Regions from separate parts of the Xenopus laevis genome. Here region 1 is linked to region 2. A link is a contact called in public Hi-C data. All regions are on one chromosome and are shown on one strand. Each heading gives the region's core, a stretch centred on a gene start, on an enhancer-like site or on the middle of the called end of the contact. The rest is flanking DNA. Distances are from core to core; before and after follow the strand shown.

Region 1 (5,076 bases), core at 1,787-4,286, 100 kb after region 2:
AGCAGGAGCAGCTGATGAACAGCTGCTGAAGTGAGAAGCTACCAAAGGTATTTTAAATGATGAACCGATCCATGGTGAATGGCCCATGCTAGTGAACTACAGAGGGGTGTTCCCACAGAAAACATGTTGCAGACATTAGTGAAGAGGATGTTCTGCACGGTCTGCACTACGTACAAGCCCGATACTGAGGTGTCTAATAGGTTAAAGTGAACCGTGATTGCTTGTGATGCCTTTAAATAACATAACAATGTTAATAATTGATACAGTGAGGAAGACATTTTTATGGAATACATTTCATGGATTTGATGAGAGATTACTCACAAACAATAATGTAGCAAGTTATGTCTCCTTGGCACCTTAATGTAACTTGTGTTAAACCTGCCTTTGTCCTAAACCAATGTTATTTTCTGAAAGAGCTATTCTGGGTATAGTCTTAGAGAGAGGGACCGGGAGAGAGTTGGGAGTCTGGGAGACTGTTAAGGTCCCCATAGACGCAAAGATCTTTCGTCGGTGAACGATCGATTTCAGTGCAATCCGACCAATCCGTCAAATTATTATGAGGTTAGTGGGAATCGAACGATCGTGCATTTTACGATCGTCCAGGTTAAAATAAAAATTATCGCTCCCTGTGCAATCCATCTATGTTTGCAGGGCCAAGCAGGCAGCTATCCTCAGTTTTCCTGGCACTATCACTTGAAATGGTCTTTTTAGTTGATGGACAAATCATACATTTAAACGATTGTTTCAGGATAATCATGGTCTCACGATAATGAAAAGTTCTTTTCAAAATCTTTACATCTATAGCCAGCTTTAGTGGGGATTGCAGTAATCTAAATAAGATAGGATAAGGGCATAGATTTAGCTGTTTCTTGTGAAAGACAGAAACATACCTTGGCAATATTTCCTAGGAGAAAGCAGCAGGTTTAGGCAGTGCCAATAATATGGTTAGAGAAAGAAAGGGACTGGCCTAAATTAACCCCCAAGCAGTGTACCAAATAAACAGGATAAATGGTCATGCCATCAACAGTAATTGTAAAAGAGGGTAAAAGGCCAGGTTTGGGTGGGAAGACTGAGTTCTGTTTTATCACGGACAAGTTCAATTTGAGGTGGTGTTTGTTCATCCAAAAAGAAATGGCTAGGGGGTCGTTTTTAATCTGGGTGTGTGTGTGTCAGAAGTTAATGATGGGATGTCTAGATTTATTTGGCTGTCATCTGCATATATATGATATTACTTAGTGATAGCAATATATGTATCCCTCAATAACTGCAGTCTTTCCCAGTCATTAAAGCAGCCCTACGCTAGATATATATCTCAAATTTCACTTAATTTTTACTGTCTGTATAATTTGCTAATTTATACATTAACTGTAAATGTATACTGTAAATAATGAACATGTATCATGATGGTGCATATTATGTAGCTATCAAATGCATGAAATCAAAGTCACGACCCCGGCAGATGCAAATCATCTTGTTCACTTGTCAAAGCCTAAATGACATTCCTATAGTGGCTAGATACATTTCTCAGCAATAGGGAAAGATTTTTTCCGGAGGTGCTTTTATGAGGCAATGTTAATACAACAGTACAGTAACGTGGGCACGCACAAAGAATAATAGGATTACAAAGCCACAATCCTCACGTGGATTTTCTCAATTACCTTTGAACAGAAGAGCAGAGCTCAGAATGACTTGGAAGACTTTCTTGGCATTTAACCTTATTAACCATGAAGTTCCAACCTGAGGCCCTCCGGTTGGTTGGGTGCTGGGAGTTTCAGTTTAACAATTGTTTCAATATTCATTCTCCATGTATGCATTTATCACTAATTACATATACACATCATTGGGGCTGGAAAATTTCCACTAGTTTACTATTTAGATAGGAGAAGAAACACCCAGTAGAGAAGTAGGAAAATGACTGACTTCACTTCAGCTTACGTTTACATGTCATTTTTCTTTGGTTTTGATATGGCAACATTATGACATGCTTGTGTCCCTGCACATTCCTCCACCCATGCAAGTCACTGGGACATTTCTGTAAATATAAAACTAGATTTGGAATACACAGGACTGTACCTGAATAGTGTTTGGAGGAGTGTGGATGGAACTAGCATTTGAATAGTTGTCATTTGGCAATGGCTGAACCTATTTTATGCCACACACACACTATATATCACAGTGTGGCTTTTAAATATTCTGGTAGCTTTTCTCAGGTTTATAATGATATTTTTCACAGTATGACTACAGTCACAATTGAGACATTAGAAGAGACATAGGATTGACACAGCTGAGTTCAAATAACAGAATGTCTGGTTGCTATTGGTTACAGTCCCGTGATCTCAAGCAGCAAAGAGATGTAAATGAGACCCCATTAGCTAAAAAGGTAAGCACCTAAGCTGAACATGCAGTGTTTCTCTTGCCTCACCTTCACTCTTTGTTGTCCCTTTGCTATAGATGTGACATGCCACCTTTCCACTCCCCCCAGCCCGGATCTGCCCCTCCCCCTTCGGATCCCTTGTTCCTACATCCCCTTGCCTGGCGTCCTGTCACACCTCTGCCCAGTCTCACAAGCAGCTTAGCTCCCGAGCGGGTACGTTCATGTCCCAGGAGCCTGGCAGCAGCAGAACAGTCACGCAGGAGCCGGCCGGTTCCCTTTGTGTGTTTCCCTCCCTTACCTCAGTATAAAATCCCCGGCTCGGCAATTGACTGTGTCCTTGTGCACTTTAGCTCGGTCCTCGGCTGCTTCTTCTGCACTAGCGATGCTGCGGCCGCACTGCCATTAGAAGATATGAGGGCAGGCAGTAGAGTGAAAGGGCATCTGTTGCAGGGTCGCCATTGTCGGAATGGCACAGCCTATTTGCAAACAGGATTCACAGGAGCCTGGAATGGCTGGAGGAGGAGGAGGGGTGTAGCCTTACTACCTCCTTCTGACAAGGGAGCGGGAAGATGAGCCGGGCCACAGCACAAGCCGATTTCCCCTCCTCCTGTCCTCTCACAGCCACTCCGAACTGGCCGCCCCCTCCCCTCATGGCCCCTGGGAGGAGAGACCCACAAGCAGCGGATGGAAGGGACCGAGCTCCCCCCTGTGCTCATTCTTTCTTACTGCCTGCTTGGCGCTTCCCAATCCAGTCACTATGATAATAAGCACTGGCCGCAATACAGCTCCATATTCTTTGTATTGGCAGCGAACACGTGCTGAGGGCAATTTCTTTGTATTAATATAGCAATATTATTTATCTCATTCACACATATACACTGGTCGCTTTTCTAATAGTGTCACTGGCTTAAGCTCTACTCCCCCATATCATACAAGGCATTATGTTTGCCCAGATGCAGTAACCATGGCAACCAGCAATAAGATTGCTTTTAAACAGGTGACCTGTAATGCTAGCTTCTGATTGGATGCTATGGGTCACTGGGGCAATCTTAGTATTATTTATTACCTAAACCAAGGGTTTGTAGTGTTTGGGCACCTACAATTGAAGACTTTGCAGCCTCTGAAAGGTTTGCTCTGGTTTAGAAATGGGTGCAGAGCAGAGAACTTTGGCATTAGACTGATACTATGGAAAGAGCTGATGTCATTCCAATATTTAAAAATGGATTATGATCTCAGCCTGGCAATTATAGGCCAGTAAGCTTGACATCCATGGTGGGCAATTTATTTAAAGGCTTGTTATGGGATCACATTCAAAATTATGTCCTAGTGAATGGCATTATGAGCAGCAATCAGCATGGCTTTATGAAGGATAGGTCATGTCAGACAAATTTGATTGCTTTTTATGATGAGGTAAGTAAGATGCTGGACAGTGGGGGCAGTAGATGTGATCTATGTGGATTTTGCCAAAGCGTTTGATACTGTGCCCCACAAACAACTGCTTTCTGAACTAAGGTCTGTTGGGCTTAATGAAGTCGTTTGCACATGGATAGGAAACTGGCTACAGGATCAGGTACAGAGGGTGGTTGTTAATGGGACATTCTCTACTTGGAGTAAGGTTCTTAGTGGGGTCCCCCAGGGCTCAGTATTGGGTCCACTTTTATTTAACTTGTTCCTTAATGACTTCGTGGAGGTTATTGTAAGTAATGTATCAGTGTTTGCAGTTGACACAAAACTATCCAGGATGTGACATCCTTGCAACAGGATCTTGGCAATCTGGGCAGCTAAGTGGCAAATGAGATTCAATGTTGATAAATGTAAAGTCATGCACCTGGGATTTAAAAATATCCAAGCCACTTATACCCTTAATGGGACTGCACTAGGCAAATCCATTATGGAAAAGGACCTTGGAGTCCTTGTAGATGATAAACTTGGCTGTAGCAAGCAATGCCAGTCAGCAGCATCAAGGGTAAATAAGGTCTTGAGCTGTATTAAAAGGGGCATAGAGTCACGGGAGGAGGGGGTCATTCTTCCACTGTATAGAGCACTGGTAAGGTCCCATCTAGAATATGCTGTACAGTTTTGGTCTCCAGCAGAGCCAGACTGAGAGTCAAAATAGGCCCTGGCATTTCAGGTACAAAGAGGCCCAATCAGCCTACACAGAGGCCCAAACAGACCCCACCAGCCCACTAAATACTGACTTTCTATGGCACTTTATAGCAGCCCCTCTGGCATTTGCCAAAACCAACAGATGGCCAGTCCGGGCCTGGTCTCCAGTGCTCAAACAGGACATTATTGTATTAGAGAGGGTACAGAGAAGGGCAACCAAGCTGGTAAAAAGTATGGAAAATCTTAGCTATGAGGAAAGACTGGCCAAATTGGAGATGTTCATGCTGGAGAAGAGGCGCTTAAGGGGAGATACGATAACTATTTATAAATGTATAAGGGGATCATATAATAATCTCTCTAATGCTTTATTTACCAGTATGTCCTTCCAGCTGACAAGGGGGCACCCATTCCGATAAGAAAGGAGGTTCCGCCAATATATTTGGAAAGGGTTTTTTACAGTGAGAGCTGTGAAGATGTGGAATTCTCTCCCTGAATCAGTTGTACTGGCTCATACAGTAGATAACTTTAAAAAGGGTTTGAATGGCTTTTTAGCAAGTGAGGGAATACAGGGTTATGGAAGATAGCTCATAATACAA
Region 2 (5,153 bases), core at 1,677-4,176:
GGTAATACTCAGTAAATACATTTCTGAGTTACAATTTCTCACAGTTGTAGTTAAGGCATAGTTAGGGAAAGTGCTGTGAAATATTTTTGTTCCATTTCAGCACAGAAATGCATCATATAGAGCGGGAAGCAATCTGAGTGTCACTGGAATGTACTGTATGTATTGAAGGAGTGAATAATAAGCACTGGCTTTTATAAATGTAAATGATCTTTAAGTTTCAATTCATTTGGACTGGCATTTATAAACGTAAATGATCTTTAATTTAAGTTTTAATTATTTCTCGCTAATAGGCCCTATAATCCCTAAGGCCAGTGCAGCCATGTTTGACCTGCGCTTTGTTTACTTACTGCCATCAGGAGGGCTACTGGCCAAGAGCTCAGGTACAGGGCCGCTGCTATTCTCAGCCAGATCAATGGCCATCTGAATATCCTCACTCCACTTTTCCACTTCAGGACGAGTACTAGGTAAAAACATTAATGGATGTATTTATAAAGTTGTGTAATAAGTAATAAAAAACCCATAAAAACCAGGGTTGAGTGCTGGTGTGCTTCAAACAGTATTTTACACCATTTTAATGGCAGACTCAGCCCTACTGACTTCAGGCCTATACAGCAGATATAGCGCCATGTTAGGCATTAACCCCCATATGGAATATAAGTCACTAAACTTCCCTAGGAGCAGTAAACTTAGCAACCAATAAGACGTTTTGCTTTTACACTAAGGATGCACTAAATCCACTATTTGGGATTCGGCTGAATCCACGAATCCTTGGTGAAAGATTCGACCAAATACTGAACCAAATCCTATGCAAATTAGGGGCAGAAAAGGAAAAAGTGGGAAAAAAAAACTTTTTTGTGACAAAAAGTCACGTGATTTCCCTACCCACCCCTAATTTACATATGCAAATTAGGATTTGGTTCATCCAGGCACAAGTATTCGGCCGAATCCGAATCCTGCAGAAAAAGGCAGAATCCTGGATTCGATTCATCCCTATTTTAAACAGTTGACCAGTAAATGCTACCTGCTGATTGGTTGCTATCAGCTACTGCTCCTGGGCAAACTTAGTGCCTTTTATTACACAACCCCTTATGTGTAAAGAGAATTCAAATATGGCACTATGAATGCATAATACAAAGTCAAAACTGCAACAAGACTAAATTCCACGGCTCAGATTTGCGTTTGGTATTAAGCAAAGTTATTTGTAAGAAAGTTCTTCAACTTTGAGAATGAATAAAGTTCACTTCAGGAATACATGGATGACTTTCTGGCCATGAGTAGTTCTGCTCGGTGTTGCTGCTATCAAGCCAAACATCCAGACACTTTATATTACTGCAGAATATGTGCTTTCTTTATACATATGTGTTAATGTTTCTTGGATTTCCTGGCCCTTAGTCTCTATCCCAGATTAAATAGCCTGTGCACTGGTTTAATCACCACTAACAATGATCACCGTCAGGATCGTCTGGCATCTTTCCCTTCTAAATACACAATAATAAAGAAAGTACAGAGCAGCAATTTACCTGGCTGCAACAATGATCGATTGATTCTGACTCCGTAATGTAAGGCAGTGAGGTACTCCCCATTCATCTTCACTTTCTTCTATCTGAAAGACAGAGGGACAAGCACACAAACACTTCAATAACAGGCCAACATATAACTAGTGGGTGGCGGAGGCATTGCTCAGGGTGCTTACTCTATACACTGGCATAGTATGTGAGGTTAGATTGTGCGTCAGCTCTTTATATCCTTCCTAAAAAACAGATCCGTAAATAAATATGTAGTGCGCCCTGTAGTACAAGGTCAATCCCATTTATCAGCATGCCTCCAGGTCAGAAGGGGCTCAGTGTGATTCAAACTGCACATATGACATTACAGGAGATCTGCAACAGTAAACTAGAAACATTTCCCTATTAGAATAGGCTGCCACTTTCCAACAAGAACAAGACTTCCCCATTATCATCACGTGAAAGCAGAACTGACAATTCAAAAGCTGCTTCACTGAAAGTCAAAGTGGAAAATAAAAATCAGAACTCTTGACTGATTCATTTACAAACATTTCCGAGTGTCTAGTCAGGAGATATCACTGTAAATAAACAACAGTGTAACGGTATTTTCTCTATAAGGGCTAGTCCACACGGGGAGATAGCGACGCGTTTGCGGTCGCGGCCGGCGCAGGCGACAGTTTTGTATGGGCGCCTATGTAAAAACGCCTGTGCTAACCACACGAGGCGATGCGCTTTTCAACAGTCGCCTGAAAAAGCCTGGCGAGGCATTTTCAGGCGACTGTTGAAAAGCGCATCGCCTCGTGTGGTTAGCACAGGCGTTTTTACATAGGCGCCCATACAAAACTGTCGCCTGCGCCGGTCGCGGCGACTGTCGCGGCGCTTTGTCGCCGCGACCGCAAACGCGTCGCTATCTCCCCGTGTGGAATAGCCCTAAATGTACAGGTTCGGCTAAGCAAGTCTTAAAAGTAAATTCAAATAATAATAATGATACCACATTTTCTGAAGTGGGGATGAGCCATAATAAATGTAAATAGGAATAAAACTAATAAAAGAAAATTGTATCTGCATTTATTCTTTTTAGAGATGCACCGAATCCACTTTTTTGGATTCGCCCGAACCCCCAAATCCTTCGTGAAAGATTCGGCCGAATAACAAAACGAATCCAAATTTGTATATGCAAATTAGGGGTGGGAAAGGGAAAACATTTTTTACTTCCTTGTTTTATGACAAAAAGTCACGCAATTTCCCTCCTGCCCCTAATTTGCAAATTTGGATTCGGCCGAATCCTGCTGAAAAAGGCCAAAACCCGAACCAAATCCTGGATTCGGCGCATCCCTAATTCTTTCAGGATCACAAATCACAAATTCAGTATACGCAGTGCTCCCATCTTTCTAAGCTGTGCAGAGGCATTCTCATTAGCTGCTGTATTCTAGTTTGTTACCACTAGGTGATCATGTGCTACTGTGCGTGTATTGATTATGCCCTGCCTGTGGTAAAAAGATCCTTTCTTTGTATAATTACAAAGAAGCACAACATTTTGCATGCAAACATTGTAAATTTGAGTATGTGATTCATCTTTATTCAGTCTGCAGCTGCTAATCCAGTGAGCTCTGCCATATGCCAGGAGCCAGTAGGATTCATTACATATATATCATATCATATAGTTTGTGAATACTGGAGGATTGTTGCCTCTTATAAGTTAACATAATTCTTTTCTTTTGTTTTTTTTGTTTTTTTTTATATGGTAGAATAAATACACTATACTATAAAACTGCACCTCCATTTTTGGGTGCACTGGGTCCCATATGAGAAGCAGCATTTTGGGGAGAGAATTCACACAGCTGTTATACAGAATAGGGAAGTAGTGTTTTTTTTTATCCCTTCAAAATCAGTCTCCTTCCTGAATTTAATGCACATAACACATAAAGAAGAAACAAACAATGGGCGTTTGACGTCTGCATTAAACAGGAAATCCCCTTCATTACTATTCTGTGACTATATATCTATATTCCTTGTTATACTTGCTTCAACGTAAATACAAATAAATTCAATTGCTGTTTTCTGTGTTCCTGTTTTCAGTATATTTTCTTTGGAATGGATCACATATGCAATATAAGGATAGTCTGCTGTTTGGAAAGATCCCCTTATCCAGAAAACCTCTGGTGCTGAACATCCTGAATTACAGATATATACCTGTATTACAGTCACATGTTACAGTTAAAATAATAACGTGATGATGGAACACTTGTGCCAAATGCCCCAAGATGAGTGTTAAATGTAAATGTGAAGTATTTATGCTTAAAGTGGTTGTTCACCTTCAAACACCTAGCTGTTTTCAGATAGTTCACCAGAAATAACAACTCTTTCCAATGACTTTCTATTTTCTATGTGTGACGCTTTTTCTAATATTGAAGTGTAAAGTGTAATTTTTCAGCTTCTAAAGCAGCTCTGGGAGAGGGGGTCACCGACCCTGTAACCTGTTCTAGATTTAAACATTTAGTTGATACATATCTTATCTTTTTTTCTGCTGAGCAGAATCTCTGGGTTTCATTACAGGCAGCTGTTGGAATTGATACAATTGTTGCTAATAGTCCAGAGATGCTGCAGAGAAATGTATCAACTAAATATTGCAAAATTTAACTGTATAGGGAGCTAGCACACAGGCACAATCGGGGAGATTTAGTCGCCTGGCAAATCGAAGTGCTGTGAGTGCATTGGCGCTGGTGTTTTCTCATTATAGCAGGTGGAAGGCAGTTCGGGGAGATTGTCGCCCCACAGAAGAGGTGATTAGTCAACAGGCGACTAAATTTCCCCGAATCTGCCCGTGTGCTAGCTCGCTAAGAGTCTGCACCTGAATTACTGAGCTGCCAGACTCAAACACCAGAAACAGGAACATTAAACTTTAAACTTAGGTTTTGAAAAAACGGTAAAAAATAAAAAATGGAAAGTAACTGAAAGTCTTATTTTTCTGGTGAACAATCTGAAAACAATTGAACTGTAAAAAGTGTTTGGAAGGTGAACAACCTCTTTAAGCTGCCCAATTGAGAAATATATATATATATATATATATTTATAGGATTTGTTGAAGCAATATAAACTGTGCCGTTACCTTACAACTGGGGGACCCCAAACTTTTTTACCCAAGAGCCACATGAGGAGAAATACAAGCATGAAACATGTTCCTAGGTGGAGCCAGTAAGTGCTGTGATTGGCCATTTGGTAGTCCCTAGGTGGACTGGCAGCCTACAGGAGACTCTGTTTGGCAGTACACGATTTTTATGCAACCAAAACTTGTCTCCAAGTCTAGAAACAAATAATAAGCACCTGCTTAAAGGCCACTGGGTGAAACGTGTTGCTAGGAAACCACTGATTGGGGACCGCTGTCTTACAATAACACATTACATTTCATTTAGATTTCATTGAATAAAAAATAAAACAGTTACAGAGATGAGTCTAGAAACCGTAAATACTCACAGTCATATTAAAGAGAGGAAGCTGCCCGTGAACTTTAAACTGATTTGTTGAAGTCAGCCCTCTGCTTGTGTATATCATAACGTCGTTGAACTAGAAGAGAAAATATTCATTGCATAAACATATTTATTTACTGGTTAGTCCATTTTAAGTGTTTGTCCTGGCTTAATCTGCATG

Evidence for each region. A called contact is a pair of places that touch in the nucleus more often than the background predicts.
Region 1: a contact with region 2 is called in a Hi-C map of the XTC cell line, with 4 times the contacts expected there. The contact joins the promoter of LOC108708478 here to the enhancer-like site in region 2. A contact is called at or near these places in 3 of 4 Hi-C or Micro-C datasets (the XL177 cell line, the XTC cell line and animal cap).

Annotation. Positions count from the first base shown.
Region 1 is chr2L:126,490,725-126,495,800 of Xenopus_laevis_v10.1, forward strand. LOC108708478 (FERM, ARHGEF and pleckstrin domain-containing protein 1-like) reads right to left here and starts at 3,037. Exons shown (of 28, transcript XM_041582412.1): 1 at 2,673-3,037.
Region 2 is chr2L:126,387,260-126,392,412 of Xenopus_laevis_v10.1, forward strand. It overlaps LOC108708478 (FERM, ARHGEF and pleckstrin domain-containing protein 1-like), which reads right to left. Exons shown (of 28, transcript XM_041582412.1): 22 at 4,980-5,069; 23 at 1,521-1,603; 24 at 348-460. Among protein-coding and RNA genes, the nearest start is that of stk24.L, 44 kb to the left of the region's middle. Within about 2 kb of position 2,927, at least 1 of the 7 cell types and tissues checked has an H3K27ac peak or open chromatin away from gene starts, as enhancers often do.